4 separate regions of the Mus musculus genome follow, and regions 1, 2 and 3 are each linked to region 4. A link is a contact called in public promoter capture Hi-C data. All regions are on one chromosome and are shown on one strand. Each heading gives the region's core, a stretch centred on a gene start, on an enhancer-like site or on the middle of the called end of the contact. The rest is flanking DNA. Distances are from core to core; before and after follow the strand shown.

Evidence for each region. Promoter capture Hi-C pulls out the DNA fragments that hold promoters and counts their contacts.
Region 1: a contact with region 4 is called in a promoter capture Hi-C map of cranial neural crest. The contact joins the promoter of Pigt here to the promoter of Zfp334 in region 4. A contact is called at or near these places in 2 of 39 promoter capture datasets (cranial neural crest and liver).
Region 2: a contact with region 4 is called in a promoter capture Hi-C map of liver. The contact joins the promoter of Snx21 here to the promoter of Zfp334 in region 4. A contact is called at or near these places in 9 of 39 promoter capture datasets (the 3T3-L1 cell line, cranial neural crest, frontonasal cranial neural crest and 5 more) and 2 of 9 other capture datasets (liver and macrophages).
Region 3: a promoter capture Hi-C map of liver shows a contact between it and region 4. The contact joins the promoter of Wfdc2 here to the promoter of Zfp334 in region 4. A contact is called at or near these places in 3 of 39 promoter capture datasets (cranial neural crest, liver and pre-B cells).

What each region holds. Positions count from the first base shown.
Region 1 is chr2:164,495,842-164,498,878 of GRCm38.p6, forward strand. Pigt (phosphatidylinositol glycan anchor biosynthesis, class T) reads left to right here and starts at 1,684. Exons shown (of 12, transcript NM_133779.2): 1 at 1,684-1,916; 2 at 2,025-2,202. The coding sequence starts at 1,718.
Region 2 is chr2:164,784,137-164,787,381 of GRCm38.p6, forward strand. It overlaps Snx21 (sorting nexin family member 21), which reads left to right and starts at 1,885. Exons shown (of 3, transcript NM_133924.3): 1 at 1,885-2,188; 2 at 2,562-2,719. The coding sequence starts at 1,930.
Region 3 is chr2:164,561,370-164,564,614 of GRCm38.p6, forward strand. Wfdc2 (WAP four-disulfide core domain 2) reads left to right here and starts at 1,347. Exons shown (of 5, transcript NM_026323.2): 1 at 1,347-1,435; 2 at 1,939-2,082; 3 at 2,688-2,843. The coding sequence starts at 1,357.
Region 4 is chr2:165,386,060-165,389,526 of GRCm38.p6, forward strand. Zfp334 (zinc finger protein 334) reads right to left here and starts at 2,200. Exons shown (of 5, transcript NM_178411.3): 1 at 1,902-2,200; 2 at 867-929. The coding sequence starts at 881.

The DNA of each region.
Region 1 (3,037 bases), core at 434-2,933, 890 kb before region 4:
GGTAAGTGGGAAAGCCAAATCAGCCTAATATGGAAACAGCTACAGCTCAATAATAAAGTTTTTTTTAAAAGATGTACAGAAGATATATAGCAGAATGTTCATAAGAAACAATAAGTGAATGGATAATGAACATTAACAGTACTCAACACCATTATTAAGGAAATGCAAATTAGCCCTACAGTGATATCCTGTGCATCACTGCGTCCCAGACCTAACACCAGATTTTAACCAGGATGCAGTACAACCAGAGCTCTTGATGTTTGAGCTTTTAATTTGTCCGTTTGTTTTGAGATAGAGTCTCACTACAGTGTTGGCTGTTCCAGAACTCACTATGTAGAACAGGCTGGCCTTAAACTCTCCTGTTTTTAATAGAAAAATGACAGACTTTGGAGAAAGGTCTGACAGTTGCTTGCACTTCCTCTTTGCTGCAGCCATCCTACTCCTAAATATTCTCCCAAGGGACATGATAACCTAAGTGTGCAAAGCCACTTGTACAGACTATAATCATCCTTGCCTACTATAACCAAAACTACCAAGCACTCCTTTGCCCATGGAGTGTCTCCAGTGGAGAAACTGGCTTACCCACACAATGTTAGCACTGCACAGCAGTAAATAACCTTATACACATGAGAACACGAGGCCAATCAGCACTGTTTCCCTAGAGATGAGGAAAGGATGTAGAGCCAACTCCCATGAAGCTATGGTTTCTGTCTCTAAACCACAATGTGGTTTCAAAATCATTCCTTTCAGGAAAGAACACACAAAACCTCATACTATGCTGTCATTTACATTTAGTCCTAGAACAGATTAATCTATTACAAGAACACTGGTTGCCTCTACAATGTGTTCTGGAGATAGATGTTGACAGGAAAGAGGCATTAGACCATTTTCTGGGACCTTAGGTGGGACTTTAAGTTTAGGGCTTCCCTCCCAATACACATTGCTATGTCGAGTATGAACCCAAGGTCTCATGCCTACTAGGCACTCTGCCACTGAGTTAGTTTCATCCCCAGCCCCAGTTCTTAGGAACATTCTATATCTCCGTAAGATTTGGAGTTACAATATTTTATTAATTAAAACCCAGGTAATTTTATGAGAAAATTTTGAACGAAACTAAATTTTGACAATGCAGAATACCCATGTGTGAAATTTACTCCGTGATGGAATCAATGCTATAATAGATGAGTGGGCTTGTTGGTGTGTACCCATAGCAACATGTTAATGGTGGAATTAATTTACATGGTTGGAGGAACATGTTTAATAGCTGCTAATTCTTTCAATTTTGCCATACACTCTTATTTATTTTATTATATTCTTTTATTAAGACCACAGGGAGGGGGTAGGACAGCTCTGCCCTCACCGTTGCGGGCTAGGTTTTGAGCCAAGTAAATAGAGTCACTGGACGGTTCTACCTCACGCCTGTAATAGCAGCACTTGGTACCGGGATGGCCACACTGCATATCGAGCACTTCCTAGCTGGTGAAAGCACCTATAGGTGCGCGGGCCCTCAAGCCAGCTCTCTTCCTCCGCCACACGCCCACACCCCTTCAGGCCAGGTCGGCAAAATCCACGATCTGTTGACGGACCTCCGTGTCCCTCCGGTAACCTCGGAGTGGTTTCCGGGACGGCGCCGGAAGTCCTCTCTCATCCGGCTTCCTATTGGATGACCGCCTTTGGTGGGCGCGGGCGATGCTGGGAGGCGGAAGCGGCCGCAGGTATGGCGGCTGCCATGCCGCTCGGTTTGCCGTTGCGGTTACTGGTGCTGTTGCTGGTGGGACGGGGCTGCTGTGGCTGCGCGGAGGGCCCACGCGACAGCCTGCGAGAAGAGCTCGTTATCACTCCACTGCCTTCCGGCGACGTGGCCGCCACATTCCAGTTCCGCACGCGTTGGGATTCGGATCTGCAGCGGGAAGGAGGTGAGTTCAGGACCCCAGGAAAATGTCTGCAGCACCTTGCTCAGTTCCTAAAGAGAGCTACTCAGGGGTGGGGCTTGGGTCGCCGCTCACCTGCCTTGCTTTCTTCAGTGTCCCATTACAGGCTCTTCCCTAAAGCCCTGGGACAGCTGATCTCCAAGTACTCCCTGCGGGAGCTCCACCTGTCGTTCACGCAAGGCTTTTGGAGGACGCGATACTGGGGGCCACCCTTCCTGCAGGCTCCGTCAGGTGCAGAGCTCTGGGTCTGGTTCCAAGACACTGTCACCGAGTGAGTTCCTAACTTGACACCTGTCACAGGCCATGGAGGGGGTGTGGCAGGCAAAGTGTTGTCATCTTGTCATTGGCCTTGGGATCTGCTACTCCAGTAGGTAGCGGTCACACCAAGTTAAAACTGATTTTGGAAGTAAGGATTAATATTACAGGGCTGGAGCGATGCCCCAGTCAGTAAAATGCTTGCTACTCAAGCTTGACGACCTGAGTTTCATTTTCCAGAACCTACATTAAAAGTCGGGTTGCTGCTGCCGGCTTCTAGGCCCATAACTGAGGAGGTGGAGACAGGAGGAACAGGACTGCTGGAAGCCAGTATGCCTGAATCAGTGACTTCCAAGATCAGTGACAGAAGTACCCCCCTACACACACACACACACACACACACACAAACAAAGTACAGAGGGAATAAAAGAGACATTGGTTGCTGATTTCTGGCCCTCACAGCTATTTGCATCAGTATGCATGCACATACAACATGAAGAAATTACATTATTATTGAGTGAACATCGTCTCCTGAAAACTTCCAAGTCTGAGGTACTACATGCATTTCTCGAGGCAAAGAGTAGGTGGTTGGTTCCTATTATTGGGATATAAGGTCACAGATAATTGGCAGACTAGGTGTGTTGTTTTTGTTTTTAAGACATTTGTTTGTATTAAAAAAAAACAAACAATACCCATGCCTAACAAAACATTTGTGGGATAGCAGTGGGCTACAGGATGGTCTTTGTGAAATAAAGCAAGAGTTTCACTTTAAAGCATAATCAAGTTTCTAGCTGTTGTCTGTGAACTACAGAAAATCGCCCAGTAGCTGCTGTGATCTTCCTAGAGTAGAA
Region 2 (3,245 bases), core at 635-3,134, 600 kb before region 4:
GGAGCGTTTCTCCTTTTCTCTCTGGGTTTCACTATGTGACCGTGGTTGACCTAGAACTCACTCTGCAGACCGGGCTGCTCTTGAATTCATAGAAATCCACCTGTCTGCCTCCCGAATGCTGGGATTAAAAGTGTGCACCACCACACCTGGCTTTTTTCTAAGACTTATTCTGTTTTTAATTATGTGTATTTGTGTTTGGGTTTTGTGTACATGTGTGCAGGAACTTTTGGAGGCCAGAAGAGGGCGCCTATAACTGCCAGTTTGGGTACTGAAAACCAAGCTCTGGTCTTCTACCAGAGTTCTTCTAAATACACACCCTTAACCACTAAACCATCTTTCCAGTCTCAGCCTTAGTTTCCTCATATTAAAAAAGAACCATCAAGGGGGGGGGGAGGGGCTGGAGAGATGGCTCAGTGGCTAAGAGCACTGACTGCTCTTCCATAGGTCCTAAGTTCAATTCCCAGCAACCATCTGTAATGGTCATCCAATGCCATTTTCTGCTGTGTCTGAAGACAGCGACAGTATAACCACATATATGAAATAAATAAATCGTTTAGAAAAATAATCATTACTGTAACTTCATCCTCTGAGACTGACATGTGACAGTGTATGAAATACTTACAAGACGCCATGAGTGCTAAAATCTGAGACCCTTCTGTTCAGTAAAGGCCAGGAAGGTCTTTCCGTTCATATCCTCCATCCCTCTCCCACGCCCTAAAAGGGGATAGGAGATACTTAATTTTGATACTGTCTGAGATAATTTTGAGGCAGGGTCTCTATTTAGTTCTGGACCTCAACAGTAAACCAGGCTGTTCTTGAACTCACAATGATCCTCCTACCTTTGCCTCCCGAGAGCCAGGGCTAGGATTAATGGCATGAGCCACAGGAGCACCACACCTGGCCTTTGAGATAACTTGTTTTATTGTCTAACTAGCCAAATCTGCCTGCTAGGTCTGACATGTAAGCCTTGGGACAGGGATCAGCAATCATTTTCCTGACTACTGCTACCCTGCAGTAAAAGATAAACTGCAGTTCTCCAAGAGAGTTATAGAGATTACCCAAGCAACCCCGCACGCGTGGGAAAATAAATCAGTTCAAGAGCTCCCACGCTAGAGATCTCTGACAAACTGGGCAACCTTGAACAAGTAACAGCCTCTCTGGATGTTTTCCTCTTTGACTACTTCCCCCAGGTTAAGTTCAAACGAAACTGGGAAGGGCTAGGTTTCTCACACAGGCACCGGACTGGGGTTTTTACAAGAGCTGAAAATTTAGTATGAGTGAAAATTTAGTATGAGTATTAGTATTCTTGTTTCATATGAGAAAACCTAGGCTGGACGAAACCGGATTTCAAGCTTCACTCAAGGGAGAGCCGAGCTCCCAAATGCCGCGAAATTACACTGTAAAGTTACATGGCACTGTATGGAGATTAGGGGTAAAGCTTGGGGCGGCCTCAGGAGACCAGGAGGGGTGGGCGAGTCCAAGAGGGGGCGCGGCCACCACGATCCGGCTGGGTTTCGGGGGAAGCCTTGGCCCGCCCGGCTGCCCTCCGCGTCCCTCCCGCAGGCAGCGGCTTGGGATTCTAACAGCTCCGGGAGAGGGAGCTGGCGGGGCGGAGGCGGAGCGGCGGCAGGAAGCAGCGAGGCGGCGCCGTGAGCTGCCTGGGCGGAGAGCCTCTTAAATCCGCCAGGCTGCTGCACCAAATCCCGGGAGCCCGCCCCGAACGCACTTGGGACGCGGTGGGTGGAGGCGCGTCCCGGCCTGCGGGAGGAACAGGGCAGAGGCCGGCCTCCCGCACGTCCCCAGCGGCCGCGGCCCGTGGGCGTGGCCTCTTGTGCCACGCCCCTGACACGCCCCCGGGTCCCTCTCCGGGCGGGGGTCCCCTCCCTCTTCAGCCCTGGACCCAGCGTGGCGCGCTCCCCCCTGGGTGCCATGGCCTCGCGGCTCCTACACCGGCTGCGACACGCCCTGGCCAGCGATGGCCCCGGGGAGGCGGCGGCGGGCCCAGAGGCCGAGCAGTTCCCTGAGAGCTCAGAGCTGGAGGACGATGACGCCGAGGGCCTGTCCTCCCGCCTCAGTGGCACCCTCAGCTTCACTAGTGCGGAGGATGACCCTGACGACGAAGACGAGGACGACGAGGCGGGCCTCGACTCGCCGCCCTCAGGAGACGGGGCATCGGGAGAAGACGCAGGCGAGTGCGGGAGGACAGACAGGAACCCCGGGGCTCGGTTAGGCCTCCCCGCTGGACGCGGTCCGAGGGCATCCTGAGTTTTCTCTCTGAAACTATTGACACTATAAGCTCTTCCAGACACGGTTTGGCTGTGTGACCTTGACTCACAACACTATGGGAATCACACCATCTCGGGTTTTTTGTAGATATTAAATGCACAGGACCAGGGAAACAAACGTGTGTGCTAGCTGCTTCGGGTGGAGGTTTAGCATCCACTGTAAGCCAGGCGCTGGGGTGAAGCACATCTCGCTTCTGTGAATGAGGTCATGGCATTTTGTTTACGTTAACTCTGGAGCTAGCCACCCCCATAATGACGGGTCATGTGCTTGTGCAGAACGAAGTCCCCCACCTGATGGACAACGGAGCAGTCAACTCCTGGCCCGCCAGCTGCAGGATTTCTGGAAAAAGTCTCGGAACACCCTAGTTCCACAGAGGCTGCTCTTTGAGGTGACCAGCGCCAATGTTGTCAAAGACCCTCCCTCCAAGTACGTGGTGAGTGAGGTTCCAGGAACCCTTGAGCAGCGAGTCTAGATGTCTAGCTGAGAGAAAGGAAATAGCACAGATTTTGGGGCGGGGGTCGTGGCCATGCAGTTATAAAAGGATGTCCTTATTTTACACCTGGGGGAACTGAGACCAGATGAGAAGATGGGTGTCAACTGAACACGTCCTCAGGCAAATGACTTAGTTTCTCTAAAACTGAGAATGTGGCCTTAGGAGTTGCCTCCTGTCCTAGTCTTGAGGTTACGAGAACTGATGTGTGTTTCTTTCTGTACCCTGTGGGTTTCTGTCAACCGCAGCAGGACACAGTATTGAGACCCAGTGGCATGGGTCAGGATTAAGGAAATGGGCTTTGGATCCAGACCAGTCTTGATTCACATCCCCTGTGTTTACCAGTGGCTTCCCCTTGGGTGGGTTCTGTGGCCTCAGTGGCCCCCAGTTTCCTCTTTTGAGCAATAGGCAATACATGGGATTATAATAGGAGGTAAATGAGGCCAGGCGCAGGGAAACCTTAGCATTG
Region 3 (3,245 bases), core at 97-2,596, 830 kb before region 4:
GGATATGGTGGTTGACATCATGTGAGGCCAGGAGCACACGATAGTAGACTCCACAAGGAGTCTACTATCAAGCAACAAAGGAAGGTTAGAAAGGGTGAGGAATTTATTATGGAAGCCTATACAAATCCAAACAGGGAGGTTCTTAGAGAAAAGTCTATTCCTGCACATGCCCAGTGTGGTGGTTTGAATATGCTTGTCCCAGGGAGTGGTACTATTTGGAGGGGTAGCCTTGTTGGAGGAAGTGTATCACTGTGGGGGTGGCCTTTCTCCCTAGCTTTCTGGAAGTTAGTCTTCTCTTAGCAGCCTTCAGATGAAGATGTAGAACTCTCAGTTCCTCCTGCACCATGCCTACCTGGATGCTGCCATGCTCCCACCCTGATGATAATGGATTGAACCTCTGAACCTGTAAGCCAGCCCCAATTAAATGTTGTCCTTATGAGAGTTGCCTTAGTCATGGTGTCTGTTCACAGCAGTAAAATGCTAAGACACCCGGTTTGCGCTGCTAAGTTTTACCTGATAATAAAGGGAAGGATATCCTGAAGTGCCAGCGTTGCATAGTCACCACCATAACACTCTCTCTGTTATGTGTCATTTGGTAGGCATCTGGAGGAAACAGAGCCTGGAGGAAGAAATGGAGATCCAAAAACTTTAGCCTGGAACTTCGGTTGGGGACAAGCCTCTGAAGTGGTCCAGCCTGTGCATCACTCTCTAGTCATAGTAGTGAAACACTCTATCCTGCCCCAATGGACTGGGGTAAGAAAAGGCAAAAGAAATGCCCGAGAGAGCTGGAAATTGCACGGGTGTTGCTCCTTCCTGGATGTGTTCCTTGTCAGCTGGCTTCCTTTGTTAATAAGTCTTATTTCTGTAGCCTCCACTACACCAGCCTCTACTAATCCTTGAACAGGGCTCTGCATGCTGTGGTTCATCTGGCCCCAATCTCAGCCATTTAATCCCCAGCATCTTTTGCCTCCTTTTGGCTCCATCACTGCAGCCTTGCCGTTTTCTCCTTAATCTTGGACTCCTGGGGAGTCAACAGACTCTTTAAAACTGATCCCAGGGAGCTTTCAGCTCTCACTGCCCTGCCTTGCCCTCAGGCCTTAGAAAGGTAGGAAGAGAGGGAGGGGTGGACAAGTGTCCGGCTGCAGCCGGCTTGGAAGCTGTCTCGGTTCCTGGTTCCCACCAGAGCCAAGAATGACACCTGATCCAGGGGGATTGTGAAATGGCGTGAGGTGGCAGGGCGCCCGCGCTGCCCGCTGTGCTTCCTACCCGCCTCCTGTACCCCTCACTCGGCCCCGCCCCCCTCCCCGCGCGAGTGCTTAAATCCCCCCCATCCTGGCTGCAGGTCACACCTGCACCATGCCTGCCTGTCGCCTCTGCTTGCTGGCCGCTGGCCTCCTACTAGGGTTGCTACTGTTCACCCCCATCTCAGCCACAGGTGAGTGCAGCCCAGAGTGCCGGAGTCTCAGAAGCCGGGGTTCTGGGACTAAGGTGAGAGGCCAGTGAATATTTAATTTTTGCAACTCTGGGGCCTACAGCTAGTTATCCTTGAAGCTTAGGGTCCGGGGAATGTACTGGGAAGGGGGGAGGGGGAATCAATGAAGGCTTAAAGTTGGAAGGGCGGGGGCTCTCTCAGCTCTGAAAGCAGAGACCTGATGAAGAGGAGCGGGAAACTCCCGGGATGGCGGAAGCTTCCAAGCAGAGGCTCAAGTCCCAGAGGACTGGGGACTTTGAAGCCAAGCATTGGGGAGTTCTCTAGTGTCAGAGACCCCTGGCTCGGGGGTGAGGCTCTCTGGGATGATATTATGGGGGCCCCTGGGCCAAAGAATCCGAAATCCTTGGGGTTGAAATTTGGGGATCTCGGAGCAGGGAGAGGATATGCGGGTGGGACTGGGCTCGGTTCTCCCTGACAAGTCTCTGCTCCCACCCACCCATCCCAAGGCACCGATGCAGAGAAACCCGGCGAGTGCCCCCAGCTTGAACCAATTACGGACTGTGTGTTGGAGTGCACTTTGGACAAGGACTGTGCGGACAACCGCAAGTGCTGCCAGGCGGGCTGCAGCTCTGTCTGCTCCAAGCCTAATGGTAGCCCCGGGGTGACCTGGCGGGGACAGGGCGGGGTTGTGAGAGGTGGGAGCGGCCCGGGTTTGGGTTTGGCGAAGAAGGGCATCCCAGATCCAGGGAGCCCGAAAAGCGGTGGAAACCCGATCCACACGTGCCTCCCTTGTCTGGCCTGGGGTAAATGCGAGGGACAAAGGCGTCACAGAGGCGCGGCCCAGGGGAAGGAGCCCCCCTCCCCCCCATTCCTGGCTGGATTCGATTCTCTGGTGCATGAAGGGCTTCCGGGCACGCACAGCGAGACTTTGTTCCGGGACCTGAGAGCAGTGGCTTCCTAGGCTGGAGTTGGAGGGCAAACCCTGGGTGGCGTCAGTGCCGGGACCCGAGCCTTAGGGACCTGTTGCCCCTTGGGGTTCTTCCCGCAGGGCCCTCAACGGTCTGGCCTAGCAAGACTCAAGATTTGTACCTGAGGGAGGGAGAAATCTTTTGCCACATCCTAAGGTTGTGGAAGTGAGCCGCCAAAATAAATGTTCTCGCACAAAGTTACACCGCCATCCTGTGGCTGGCAGAGGTTCCGTTTCTTTCTTTGACACTGGATTTTCCTCTTGTATCTTTATTTCCACAACCTTTAGGACCGAGCGAAGGAGAGCTCTCAGGGACAGATACTAAACTCTCAGAGACTGGGACTACTACTCAATCAGCGGGCCTTGACCACACTACTAAACCACCGGGAGGTCAAGTCTCCACGAAGCCACCAGCTGTGACCAGGGAAGGCTTAGGTGTCCGAGGTGTGGAATCTAAGCATCTTATTTCCAAGAGGGAAAAGCTGAGGCTAGGAGGTGGGGTGGGGGAACAGAAACCAAAGTTTGTAATTTCTGGTCTTTTGGGGGGGCTACAGCCCCTGCCCCTCTTTTGCCTTTATTATTTTTCTCAAAGATGCCAGGAATGACTGGAAGCAATTTATACTTAGGAGTCCTAAGGTGCTATGAACAGGAAGGTGGAAGGGGGAAATGAGACTTGCCCACGGAGGGCAGATTTTGGCTGTGGATGTGCTATGGACGGACCTGGACAAAGAGGGACCAGGAAAGATGGAGTTGAGCCAACTGGCACATCCAGCTGTCAGGTGGATAAAGATATTGCTTCCTTGTGTCAGATGGACAGGGCAGATGGTCTCCTGAGCCCGGGAGGAG
Region 4 (3,467 bases), core at 950-3,449:
TCACAACACGGGTCGTGGACATGGAGTGAGTTGACATTAGAGAAGCAAGTGAAATAGTTTTATCACAGGATCTAAAGTCAAAGTGTGCCCCGAGCTGCCTGTTTTAAAAGCAGAGCTGAAATACTCAGTAGGCAGAAGGAGAATTATCAGCGTGAGCCTGTCTCCTCTTTACAGTCACACACACACACACTTTCTAAAAAGGCACCAGAGATAAAAAGGAGCAGCAACAGGCACCATTTGAGGCACACGTAACCCACTGAGTGCAGGTTTTATCATTACACTATGGAGAACGATCAGAGGGCTGTCTACACCTCTGAAAATAGATTAGACATCTGTAACTATGAGGCCTTGCCAAGCTGTAAGTCAAGGGAATCTACAGCTGCTGTTGGCAAAGGTGATTTCGCATCATCTGCTCATAGATTCTCTAAGAACATGTTTATAAATAAATGATGAAAAACCATGGTAACAGCCTACTTCCTACTACTTGGGTCTTTGTCATACAACCTAAACAAGCCTACCGGGGTGAATAATTTCTGTTTATTATTTATCCGTTTGTTTATTGTTTTTTTCAAGACAGGGTTCTTTGTGTAGCCCTGGCTGTCCTGGAACTCTCTATGCAGACCAGGCTGGCTTCTCACTCAGAGATCCATCTGCCTCTGCCTCCCAAGCGCTGGGATTAAAGGCGTGCTCCAGCACATCTGGCAATGCCTTCTGTTTATTGGGGTTCACTTCTCTGGTACTGATCTGCTTCCCTTACTTTCCCTGGCGCTGCCTTTTTATACACGTCTACCACATCCAGATGTACTCGCTGCGGGTCTATGAACAGCCACTGCCAACGGTGGGACGTGAATCCCTCGGTGACTTACCTGGGTACTGTCCATTTCCAGGCGTTCTCAAGAAAGGGCCAGGAACCACCGGTGATCCAAGGGCTGGGTGAGGAAGAACAGGGAATGTGATCAGCAGACTGGCTAGCAGCTCGACAGTGACTCACAGACATGCCCTGGAAGGAAAGGACCCTTCGACCTGCGTCATACAGAAAGCGTCTGCGGAGGGAAGGCCCAGGGCAGTTTTGAATGGACTAATCAGAGCTTTTCTTACTGTGTGAAAGGAAACAAAGGTGTGAATTGAACTACTGTCTTATTCAGGTCTCCTTAAAAAACAAACAACACTTCAGAGTTCATATTAGATCATATCAATAAGCTCTAGTATATATGAAGCCTGAAAGAGCAGGCCAGCAACTCTGAGATTCTATCAATCAATCTATCTATCTATCTATCTACCCTCTAGTTTTTTGGGTATCAATTATCTATCTATCTATCTATCTACCTACCTACCATCTAGTTTTTTGGGTATCAATTACCTGTTTTCCTACTAATGCATTCAGCAGATGAAATCAGAAAACCAGACAGAGGGAGTGAGGGGTTTAAGATGCGTATCACTCTGCTCCCCTCCCCCAAGCTTAACTGCAGTTTCATGAGAGGGAGGCCTCTGCTTCAGTGTAGCAGAAGACAAAGCCCTGGCCTTCGAATCAACACACCAGATTTCAATTCTTGGTTCTGGCACTAGCAAACTACCTAAATGGTCAAAATAGCTGCCTTCCTCACTTGAGAAGAAGTTCGACTCTCATAAAAACCCTTTCCTGTAGATACTCTTGGGTCATTCTTCTATATAAAGGAAACCAGTAAACTCCAGGATGGTGATGGACGGGGTTTGAGCAACTCTGGCGAAACAGAATGGGGACTCTAATGAACGACACGCATTTGTTCGAAGTGATGCAGAGGCCTTTTTCTCAGCCATGGCTGGCATCCCTTCCCTCCCAAACGAAAGACCCGCCAATGAAATCAGACCTGCTCATTCCCTCAATCGCAGCTCAACCCTTAAGCAGCCCCCCGAAGCTTTACCGGGCCAAGGGCATCCGCAGGACTGCTGGGATCCGCTTTTTGCACGCACACACCTCTCTCCTTCCCAGGCTGCCCGCCCGGAGGCCTGCAGCCCCGGGGGCGCCCGCTAGCCTCGCCCGGCCCCTGGACACGCGCAAGCCTCCGCGGGCCCCAGGAAGGCGCTGGTTCTTCTGATCCTGCCCCGGAGTCGCCACCCGGAATTCCTCTGGCTCAGGGGAAACCTCGCTTCTTTTGTAGCTCCCAGAAGGCCCCAGGCAATTGTGGCGCACAGAGGCCCCTCGAGCCTCGCCTGGAAGAGCCCCACGAAACGGAAACGCATCCATAGAGCCTAGGAGACCGCGCATGCGCAGAGTCTCGGAGCGGCCATTCCCACGGTTCTCCAAAGGGTGCTGTAGTCTTTCCAGGACTACATTTCCCACAGGGAGTTGCGGCCCCCACCCAGCCGATAGCCTCTGAGGCGCTAGGGCTTTAATCACAGTAATTTACGAGTAAAAACCATGAGTACAAGAAGAAGTGTGAGAATAAAAAATTAGAGCTCTGTAAAGAAATTCCAACAGTGTATTAAGAAAAAAATAATAACCAAACAGTTGTAAGCAGAATAAAAATGTATCGACGACCTTCCCAAAATTACAGAAGAGACCCCCTAACAAAGAATCAAACCATCTCTAAATATCTTAAAAGAAAATAATCGCCATCCTGTTTATTACTGACTTTACTGACAGGTGCATACTCTCCTGCCAATTTTACAGAAGGAGAAGTCACAATAAGTAATGGCAAAATATTTTAACAGTATAATATTTTCAATTTTTATTTTATTTTATTTTATATGTATTGATATATTGCCTGCCTGCATGTATGTCTGTCCACTACTTGCGTGCTGTGCTTGGTACCCCGTGTCTAAGAAGGCCAGAAGATGGTATCATGTAGGTGCTGGGAATTGAACTCTGCTCCTCTGCTATAAATCACTGCGCCATCTTAACAATATATTTTAACATGACCAATTATATTTAATCCAAGTAATATAGAAACTGCTCTTCATCCATGAGGACAAATTGAATACGTGTATATATTTTGTTTTATTTATTTTTTTAAAATATTTATTTATTTATTTATACACTGTACACTATAGCTGTCTTCAGACACTCCTGAAAACGGCATCAGATTTCGTTACGGATGGTTGTGAGCCACCATGTGGTTGCTGGGATTTGAACTCAGGACCTTTGGAAGAGCGGTCGGCACTCTTAACCACTGAGCCATCTCACCAGCCCCCGTGTATATATTTTAAAAGAGGAAAGCTATGGAATATCTTAGTCACTGGAAGGCCAGACAGTTTCTGACACAGTTATCTGTTATGTTTAAATACCAAAAGGAACTTCGAGATGCAGAGGCTGAGAGATAGCTCTCAGTGAGCCAGACTTCCAGGGATTCAATGCTTGTATACTGTCTCCCACATCAAACGTGGCCATGATGTAATTTAAATAAAGGGGTCATAAGAAGGGACACTGCAGGCTTCAAAAAGCAAACCTGATATCCTGGCAGTCCGGTTTGTTTGCGGTGTTCCTAGAG